Linked DNA regions of Gossypium hirsutum: region 2 is linked to region 1. A link is a contact called in public Hi-C data. All regions are on one chromosome and are shown on one strand. Each heading gives the region's core, a stretch centred on a gene start, on an enhancer-like site or on the middle of the called end of the contact. The rest is flanking DNA. Distances are from core to core; before and after follow the strand shown.

Evidence for each region. Hi-C and Micro-C count contacts between places; a contact is called where the count stands out from the background.
Region 2: a contact with region 1 is called in a Hi-C map of leaf, with 3 times the contacts expected there. The contact joins the promoter of LOC107919866 here to the promoter of LOC107918264 in region 1. A contact is called at or near these places in 2 of 34 Hi-C or Micro-C datasets (both in leaf).

Annotation. Positions count from the first base shown.
Region 1 is chrD13:15,335,497-15,340,032 of Gossypium_hirsutum_v2.1, reverse strand. It overlaps LOC107918264, which reads right to left and starts at 2,420. Exons shown (of 2, transcript XM_016847787.2): 1 at 2,118-2,420; 2 at 351-1,896. The coding sequence starts at 1,855. The coding sequence ends at 812.
Region 2 is chrD13:15,564,100-15,568,635 of Gossypium_hirsutum_v2.1, reverse strand. It overlaps LOC107919866, which reads left to right and starts at 2,268. Exons shown (of 3, transcript XM_016849269.2): 1 at 2,268-2,526; 2 at 3,266-3,320; 3 at 3,900-4,442. The coding sequence starts at 2,425. The coding sequence ends at 4,279. LOC107919863 (protein RETARDED ROOT GROWTH, mitochondrial) reads right to left here. Exons shown (of 7, transcript XR_001690468.2): 7 at 3,187-3,747. LOC107919865 (chorismate mutase 3, chloroplastic) reads left to right here. Exons shown (of 6, transcript XM_016849268.2): 4 at 519-662; 5 at 987-1,079; 6 at 1,193-1,814. The coding sequence ends at 1,435.

The sequences.
Region 1 (4,536 bases), core at 1,171-3,670:
TGAAAATCATTTTTTTTTCCAGAAAATGGAAATCTTCTTAATAGCAGGAATAATCATCTGCTAATTTACAACTCTTTCCTTGCATTCTTCTCTCTCCATATGGCCATTTAGTTTAAAATTCAATTTTTAGAGATTCCAAAGTGATGTAGAAAGTGCAATCAATGATCCCTATAAACAGAAGCTCAAGTTATGAGAAATTGCAGTCAAACCAACCCTTGGAAAATGGCATTTAAAGAATATGAAGCATTCAATCCATCTTTGTATCTTCAAAGTCAGTTCATTTGAGATAAAACTTAAAAGTTTAAAAAAAAAAAAACCATTTCCCGGAACATTCTCAATATCTATCTTCTGATTAATCAGTACTCCAAGCTCTACATTTTACTATTTATTAAGCACGTCGAACAAGAATATAAATGCAAGTACAAGGATAGTAAAAAAAAAAAGGAACATGAAAAGGTCCAACAATTTGATATGGAACCCTTTGGATAATTGATGAATAGTTCTATGCAGCTTATATTCAATCAAATTATTGTATTAACTTTGTTTTTATTCCATGGCTAGTAGTAGATCACAAGAAATTTTATGCACCTGAACCATGTATGTCTATGGAAGAGTTGGAGAATCATCTTCAGCATAGTATGAGCTGCTAAAACCCATCTTGCTCGAGTTTTTGATGAAACAACAACAAATTCATCTTCATCAGTATTCCCAAGTAATGCTATTTTCTTGTTAGAACTCGATAAATATTAGCTGATAGCATAACAATGGACATAGCAATGGTCATCAACACAAAACAATTTGGCAAAGGTGGTTATGGTGTATCCAATATTGATTGACATTCACCATCCGAGGCTTCCATAGTGTACGATCTGCAACTGAAATAGAAAACCGTACTCATCATGGAATCCATGAGCACCACAAACGAATACATTATTACCAACAGAGGCCCTTCCCAGATCCTAGAAGACCCATCTCCATAACTTAATACTTTTACTCTATGTTCAAACAACCCTTCCACAAATGCTAAACCAATTGTAGATCCAAGAAATATCAAGAGACCAACTTGAGTCTGCCCCTTAATAAGAACACCGGCCCGAAGCATTGCCTGCGGTCCTGAAACTTCCTCCAACACGCAGATTACAATCCCGATATTGCAAACAACAATGGCATACGCGAAGGCAACCGAGAACACTAGCCCCATCATTATCACCGCATACACAATCAAGTCAGGTGCAAAGCCAACAACAGAAAGCAAGCTACATGCCACAACAAGGAAAACAAAGAAAGTGGTCACACAAGCAACAATAACCGTACACATCCACACATATGTGCAAACGAGCCGCCTCCAAAACTTTAGGATTATCGTGAAAAACTTTGAAGCATCGGCCGGTTTCCTCGAGTAAGTACAATCTACACAATAAACCACCGCAGCCTTGGATAACAAAGACAATGTGATGAACAAAGGGAAGCACATTGCGGAGGAAACAGCCGACTCGGCGAACCTTTGTGACGACTGTTTGATGAAAGGCTTCAATGGGAGTCCACAGGTTTTGGCAACTAACAAAAGCCTAACAGTTAATCTCTTCACAATGGAATGATCAACTAACAAATTAGACATAAAGACCAAAGATACAGGGCAAATAAACAAAACTGCAATGATAAAAAAACTGGACGAATTGTACCGTAAAATCCTAACAGTTTCTCTTAAGATCTCTAATGCATTCATCGAATGGAATTGGTGGTTATCATCACTAACATCATAGGATGATTCTAGCTCAAAACTTTCTTCATGGGTTTCCTTAGATCCTTCTTTCTCTAAATGATCTGATCTCATTCGTACGCTACCAGTTTCCATTTTCGTTAATCAAAACCCAGAAAAGATATCGACCCCAGCAGCTAAACAAACACAGGAAATTATATAAAACAGAAGTGTAAATCAGATCTGCAAGAGCTTGACGCACCTTTGTAATCCCCGAGAAGTTCACGAAGAAAACACAGTAAAAGTGAAAAGCATGAAGATTGTGGGATTGGAGGGAAATTCTCGAGTGTTAAAAAAAACAAGTCTTTTATGGAAGAAGAAGAAAAGAAAGATTGGTTATTAGAAAAAAAAAACGTACGAATTTGGATGTTATAGCATTGGCATGGCAAAACAAAGGGTATGTCTGAAGAAGTTAGCTGCCATTTTTTGAGGTGCTATGCCATCGTGCCGGCGTTCGTTAGTCTGTAACGGATTGAAAATGGGCTTTGCTTTTTTATGTTTTGGGGTTTTCAAGATTGGGAAATAGTTGTCAACACTGGACATGGAGGAAATCAGATTCAACAGGTGACTACCATTTTTGGAATTTGCGGCCTAAATCTTTTACAAAATTGGGATTTTCTTTATAAAAACCAATTGGGCTTTTGATTGATTAAACTAGGATAAACTACACTATACTCATTTTAAAATAGAATTTATTTTATTTTAATTATTTTTAAATTTAATTGCCTTAATTAAGATAGGCTCACGTGGTTAACTCATTGAGAGTAATTGAATCTTAGGATCTCTACATATTAAACTTTGATCAAATTAAGAAGATTTTGGTTCCCAGTGCTGCTGACAAAAAGTAAGGCGTCTAAAAGCTGGAAGCTTGACTTGAAGAAGTGTACACCTGCGCAGCTCAAAACTATCCAAGGTGAAGAAGCTTCTTCAACATTGGCACTCACACACACACACGTGCATATCTCATTGCCTGATCTGCTTAATGAAAGCATGGATGAAGTCAAGTAATTGTTATGAGAATGATGATTAATACAGATTTCAGGACATAATTCTTAAGTTCCCTAAACAGAGCTGCGGTGGAGATGGGTACGGTGGGGGAATTTGGGTGGCTTTGACTCTGACTCAGGTGAGGATAAGTGATAGGAGGCTTGAAGATGCTGTATGGAGATGGTGGTTGTTGAGCAGTAGAGAAAAAAAAAAGAGAGAGAGGTCCCAAACAAAAAATAAAATATCACTTTTCTATTATTCAATGGGTTAATTCAATGGGTTAACGTCTCAAGTGAGTAATTCATTAATGGATTATTAAAATTTGTAACGAAAGTGATTAATTCAAATAATAGTGACTAAAATATGAGAGTTTTTTATATAAATAATATAAAAAATTAATTAATTACGAAAATAAATTGGAGGATAAATTATTTATGAAAATATGTTGTTTGTTACAGTACCCGTCGGTGTAGCCTGACACATTGGTGGCACCACCCTCCTTTTTTAGCCAATCATTATGTAATCATATGTTTTAAAGAAAAACATAATCTTTTATTAGTGCCGACACTGTGCCAGGTAACATTGATATGTATTTTTCTAAAATGTCCTTGAAAATACGAGTATATATGGTAAAAAAAAATTGTAATGGAGTCACCAGTTTGTCAGGCGGCACCGGTGAATTTAAAAAAAAACAATGTCAGATAAAAAGCTGAGACAAGAAAAAAATATTTTTTAATGGGTGTCATCAGTGTGTCAAGCAACACCAATGAATTAAAAAAAACAGTGTCAAAAAAAGTTGAGACAGAAAAAAAATATTTTTAATAGGTATCGTCGGTGTATCATGTGACAACACTGATAATTTCAAAATAAATTATTTTTTAATAGGTGCTACCGATGCATCAGACAACGCCACTAATAATTTTTAAAAATATACATTTTTAATAGGTGTCGGTGTGTTTGGCAACACCATTGATAATTTAAAAAAAATTATTTTTTATGAGTGTCGCCAGTGTGTCAGACGACACTTGTACATTTAAAAAAAAGGTTGTTAGGGAAAAAATGAAAATCGAAAAAAAAATTATTAGTGGTGCTACCAACATGTTAGGTGACACCAGTAGTTTCGCGATGCTATCAAGATGTACCAACTAGTATTTATACCCACCCCCACCCCACCAATTCTATTGAAGTTTTGGGTTTCTGTTTAAATATTTTGTTTGAGTTGAAGTTTTTGCTTTCTATTGAAGAGAAGAAGAAAAAAGAGGAAAGATTTATGTTTAGTAGAAAGGGAGAAAACAGAAAAGAAAAGAAGAAATATTTGTGTTTTAGACTTCAAAAATCAAGTTTGAGTTTATAAGGTTAGTTTGTAATTATTTGTATGTAATTATATTTTTCAGTAGGATCTAATATTTTTTTTAAATAAAAGCTATTTTTTATTTTTAATTTATTTTATCCTACATGCCTCAATCATCTGTCGGTAGACCACGAGGGTTTTAGACTTCCCAATACCCGAACAAGTAAACCATTTGAAAATAAAGCAAACTTGTTTGAACAAATTTTCATAAAAAAATTCTTGATGGAAATTTTAAATTTTTTACCTATTTGCAAGTGGGAACACATGTGGTTAGTGACTCACTGATACTAGAAATGACATCTTGTACAATGCCTAGGACTATAGTATTATTAGGCACCCATCTATATCTTGTGTATAGAGCTTTGTCGCTCGAAAACACTTACAATATAATGTTGCTAATACTGCTGAGCCCCAACTGTATGAACAGGTAGCTTGCAAA
Region 2 (4,536 bases), core at 1,019-3,518, 230 kb before region 1:
TATTTTTACATGACTGGGGTACTGGAATTCACAATTTGGTTCATAAGAAGTAAACGCTTCATAAAAGTTAGCATTGTGGATTTGGTAAACTACAGCCAACAATATAGTATCGTGCATCAAACATTTTATCTAGCAAAATCAGCAACACATGTTTCCCATGAGCATGCTAATTATACAGGAAATTCTGCTCTGTATACATTGTTAATTGTGCATCATGGTTTAGAACTTGATGAGAAGTAATGTTTTTGTTTCAGTTCAATGTTTCATCGCCTAATGCCAGCATATCGTGCCTCACTAAATCCTTGACTGATATCATCACTTTGATGAGTATTTCTATTCATAACTTTTGCCTAAGCTTGAATTACACTAATAAACTAGTCCTACATTAAAAATCTTAACTGATTCAACATACTGAGCTGCCATTGGATCTTTTAAATATCTTGATACCTTATTGACTGTCAAGGTTGTGTTGCAGGACATATCGTTAACCATTGGACATTTCTTTTGTTTGATACTAGGTTTTGCATCACTGTGCTGCTTCAATTAACATAAACAATAAGGTTTGGAATATGTATTTTGCAGAGCTTCTACCAAGATTGGTAGAAGCTGGAGATGATGGTAATTGTGGGTCTACTGCTGTATGTGATACAATGTGCTTGCAGGTATGCCTTTAAGCAATTGTTCCTTTCATCAATTCTTAGCTGCTCTTACCTGGATTTAAATTGTGAATCATTGTTCATCGATAACATTCAAACAGTATAGAAGATGGGATATTTTATTGTAACCTCCTTTCTCTTTCCTCTTAGGGAGGGTGGAATAGTTTAGAATTTCCTTTAGTTTTCATCATAAGTCTCCTTTGTTTACTTTGTTCCTATTATAATTTTAGCCCCTTTTATTTCCTCCCAGGGAGGCTTCTATTTATCTTTACATGTTAAAGGAATTTTGTTTTGGAAACCTTGGTTATTTTTCAACTTTTCCCCTTACAGGCGCTTTCAAAAAGAATTCACTATGGAAAATTTGTAGCAGAGGCGAAATTTCGAGAATCACCTAAAACTTATGAGGATGCCATTAGAGCAAAGGTGAAGTTCCTTTCACATTTATCCTACTTCATCCTTTTTGTTTAGGCTGCTTCATATTCGTAATTAACAGATTTTCTTCCTTTCCTCTTTGCCTACGGAACTGCACCTAACAGGACCGGTCTCGATTGATGGAGTTGCTAACATACGAAACAGTGGAAACAGCAGTGAAAAAGAGAGTAGATATGAAAACGAAAACATATGGTCAAGAGCTAAACTTTCAACTGAATGGTGTTGCAGCAGTTCCAGATCCTGTGTACAAAATCGAGCCAAGTTTAGTAGCTGATCTCTACGGAGATTGGATCATGCCCTTAACAAAGGAAGTTCAAGTTGAATACTTGTTGCGACGGTTGGACTAATGTAAAGTTTCCCTCACAACTGACCAAGGGAAGGGGAAACCAAAGGGTGTATGAACATCACTACCTTTTACATGTTAAACTACAGAATTTCAGTTTTCTAATTTATAGCACAGCTTTCCAAATACCCAGTAATGTTCTTCATCAAGAAGGCGAAGGGTTCGAATCCGGAAAAAGAACTCGTCCCTCCTATGTGATCATCTAACAGCAATGTGAGCTTCAAGCTTGTGTTAGTAATACGTTCATTTGAGTTCAGGAAGGGCAGCTTTTCTTTTTTGTAAACTCATTTTAGTTTGATTTACATAGTGTTTAAAACTTTCTTCTAAAACAATGGTTGTCATTGTCAACTTTTGAGCTGGAAAATGAATGAATCTTGATCCTACCATGTGCAGCTCTCATGTTTTAATCATAGCTTAATTATATTATAATATTAGAGCATAATTATTAAGCTTCTTGCACATAAAAAAGATTAAAATTGGAGAACTTTTACAATCTTCTGTCAATCACACTGTCATCTTTCCTTTTTTTCTTTCCAATTTTCAACCTTTTTGGCTGCTGAGAGAAGTGACTGAAGTAGTGACTTTGAAGTGTTCGTGTCCCACAAAATAAATTCATTTAAGGACAGTTCTGTAATTTTAATAGATTATCTCCAGAAATAGAAAAAAAATATTTTTTAAATGGGATAATTGGTACAAATTAACAGAAAATTTTTCAAATAGAAGAAAATCTGGAAAAAGACAACAGATTAGCACTGTCACCGTCATTTTTCAAATGACATAAACACCCTTGACAAAAATTTAAATGGTCGAGAATCCCAACCCAGAAGACAGCCGCTTTTTTGTTTCATCTTCTTCAATGTACAGCTAGCATATGAATATTTGTCTGTTGCTTTTGGGATTTGTTCCTTCACCTTTAGCTTTTCTTTCGTTTAACTCACTGAGCAAAAGAGGGAAAGCTTTGCTCTTTTGGTGAGAGGCAGAGACAAGGAGAAAATGGAGAAAGCATTAACTAAAGTCGGGAGCTTGAAAGTTGGTGGGTTATGGATCTCAAAGAAAGCTAAGGAAGAGTTCTCTAACATCACTGCAGATCTGACTGTAAGTAAAGTAATCTTCTTTTTTGGGTTTCTTTTTTTGCTTTTTTCTTCTTTGTATTAGTATTTTGGTTTATGGATTTTGTAATGTGGGTTGATAAAAGGATAACCTTTTGATAGTATATGGAATTGTTAGGTAATGCAAGATCTGTGGGGTTTTACTTTTAAGCAAAAAAGTACTGATTTCAGAGATGGGGTTATGAACTAAACATGAACGTATTTGTAAAAAAATAAAATGTTTGGCTGAGATGAAAATGTATTTTTGTGATAAGATTTATGTGTAGGACATTCATTTCTTCATTTCAGATGATAAAGATTGCATTTTGTCTTGGAAGATAGTATTGCAAGTGATTTGATTTTTGCTTAATTTCTTGTACTTCTGTGGGATTCCCCCCGATTTCAAATTATCATATATGTTTGTCTTATACATGTGGAAACATTTCAAATTGATTCTAGAGTTTTAGGACAAAGGTTTGGTTCAACAATGGATGTTTTTAAGTATCGTCCTTTCATTGCATTAGCATTACTGTAGTTATCTAGTACCAAAAGACCACCTTAGACCTGATGTTTAAATTAGTTTTATCTTATCAGTATATAGTTGGGAAAAGCCACCACTGAGTTCAACTTTTAAAGAAGAGTACTAATGCTAATAGACATTGAAACATGATTTCGAATGTCCATTTGTATATTTATAGTTCATGCTCCTTTACCTTTCAGTTTCTCTGAAATGTTAATTTCTGCAGACTTTCTCAAACACCGTTGAAGAGAAGGCAAAATGGGTTTTCAACAAACTGAAAGGTACAGAATTATTTTATATGCGTACTCATTTTTTGCTTGTATTAGTCAGCGTGACGAAGCATAGACTGAGTAGCGAGTAAGTGCGTATTTTTCAGTTAAGGAGAGTGGCAGATACTTACTTTTTTGTGGTCTTCAAATGCTTTGCAATGCCTACTATTTCTGGCCCCTACCTTGCTTCATTAAAGGAGATTCCGAGCATGAGTCCTTCCCTCCCATTCAGCTATTATAAGGGAAAAAAGAAAGGGTTTGCCGTCGAAAATCACCATGTCTTGAAAATTTCAGTTCCTAACCCCTTCATGAACACTGATATGAGAAATATGAACAAATCTAGTGTGGTAGTCAACTGTCAAATAGTTGCATTATCTCCACTCCTGTGATGTTCAGTTTGTGGTTAAAATCCTCCTCCGGCTTGCTTCAGCTCCTTGTTCTTCAATATGAAAAAGAAATTTCTGTCAGTGGCCTTTCTTTTGCATGATGTGTTATTGATTGAATATTTCGTTCAAGAACAATATTATGCATGACTTTGTTCTGCTTGCTTTCCTGAATATATTGCACGAAATAACTAGTTCTTTCCTACAGGAAAGCCAACGAAAAGCTTGCCAGATCTCCTTCAAGAGTACAACTTACCGCCGGGCCTCTTTCCCCAGAATGTTATCTGTTACGAATTCGATGAAACCAAGGCGAAGCTGATTGTTTACATGTCCTCTCCGTGTGAGGTCAGCTTCAAGGATTCCTCGGTCATAAGATACGCAACACGTGTGAAGGGGACTCTCCTTCGGGGAAAGCTGACAGGCATCGAGGGAATGAAGACAAAGGTCCTAGTTTGGGTTAAAGTGACAAGTGTGGCGGTTGAAGGCTATAAATCAGACAAGGTGTGGTTTACTGCTGGAGTTAAGAAGTCAAGGCCAAAAGATGCTTATGAAACACCCAGGGATGCTGTTAGAGTTGAAGAATTTTGAGCACATATTATTCATCACTGCTTATTTATTTGGAGGGGGTATAGGGCACAACTATTATATTTATAATTTTGGGTTTACTGCTTAAATAGCTTTGGATGGTTTACTAGTAATGTTTCAAAGGACTCCTTTTTCATTTTGCTTCAAACGAAACCAATTTCATTCATCTAGTCTCTGCTCAAACAAGTTGGCTGTTATTTCTAACTGCTCAAATTCTAGTTATAGTCCTTTTACTATGATTTAGTTTCTTTAATTTGACA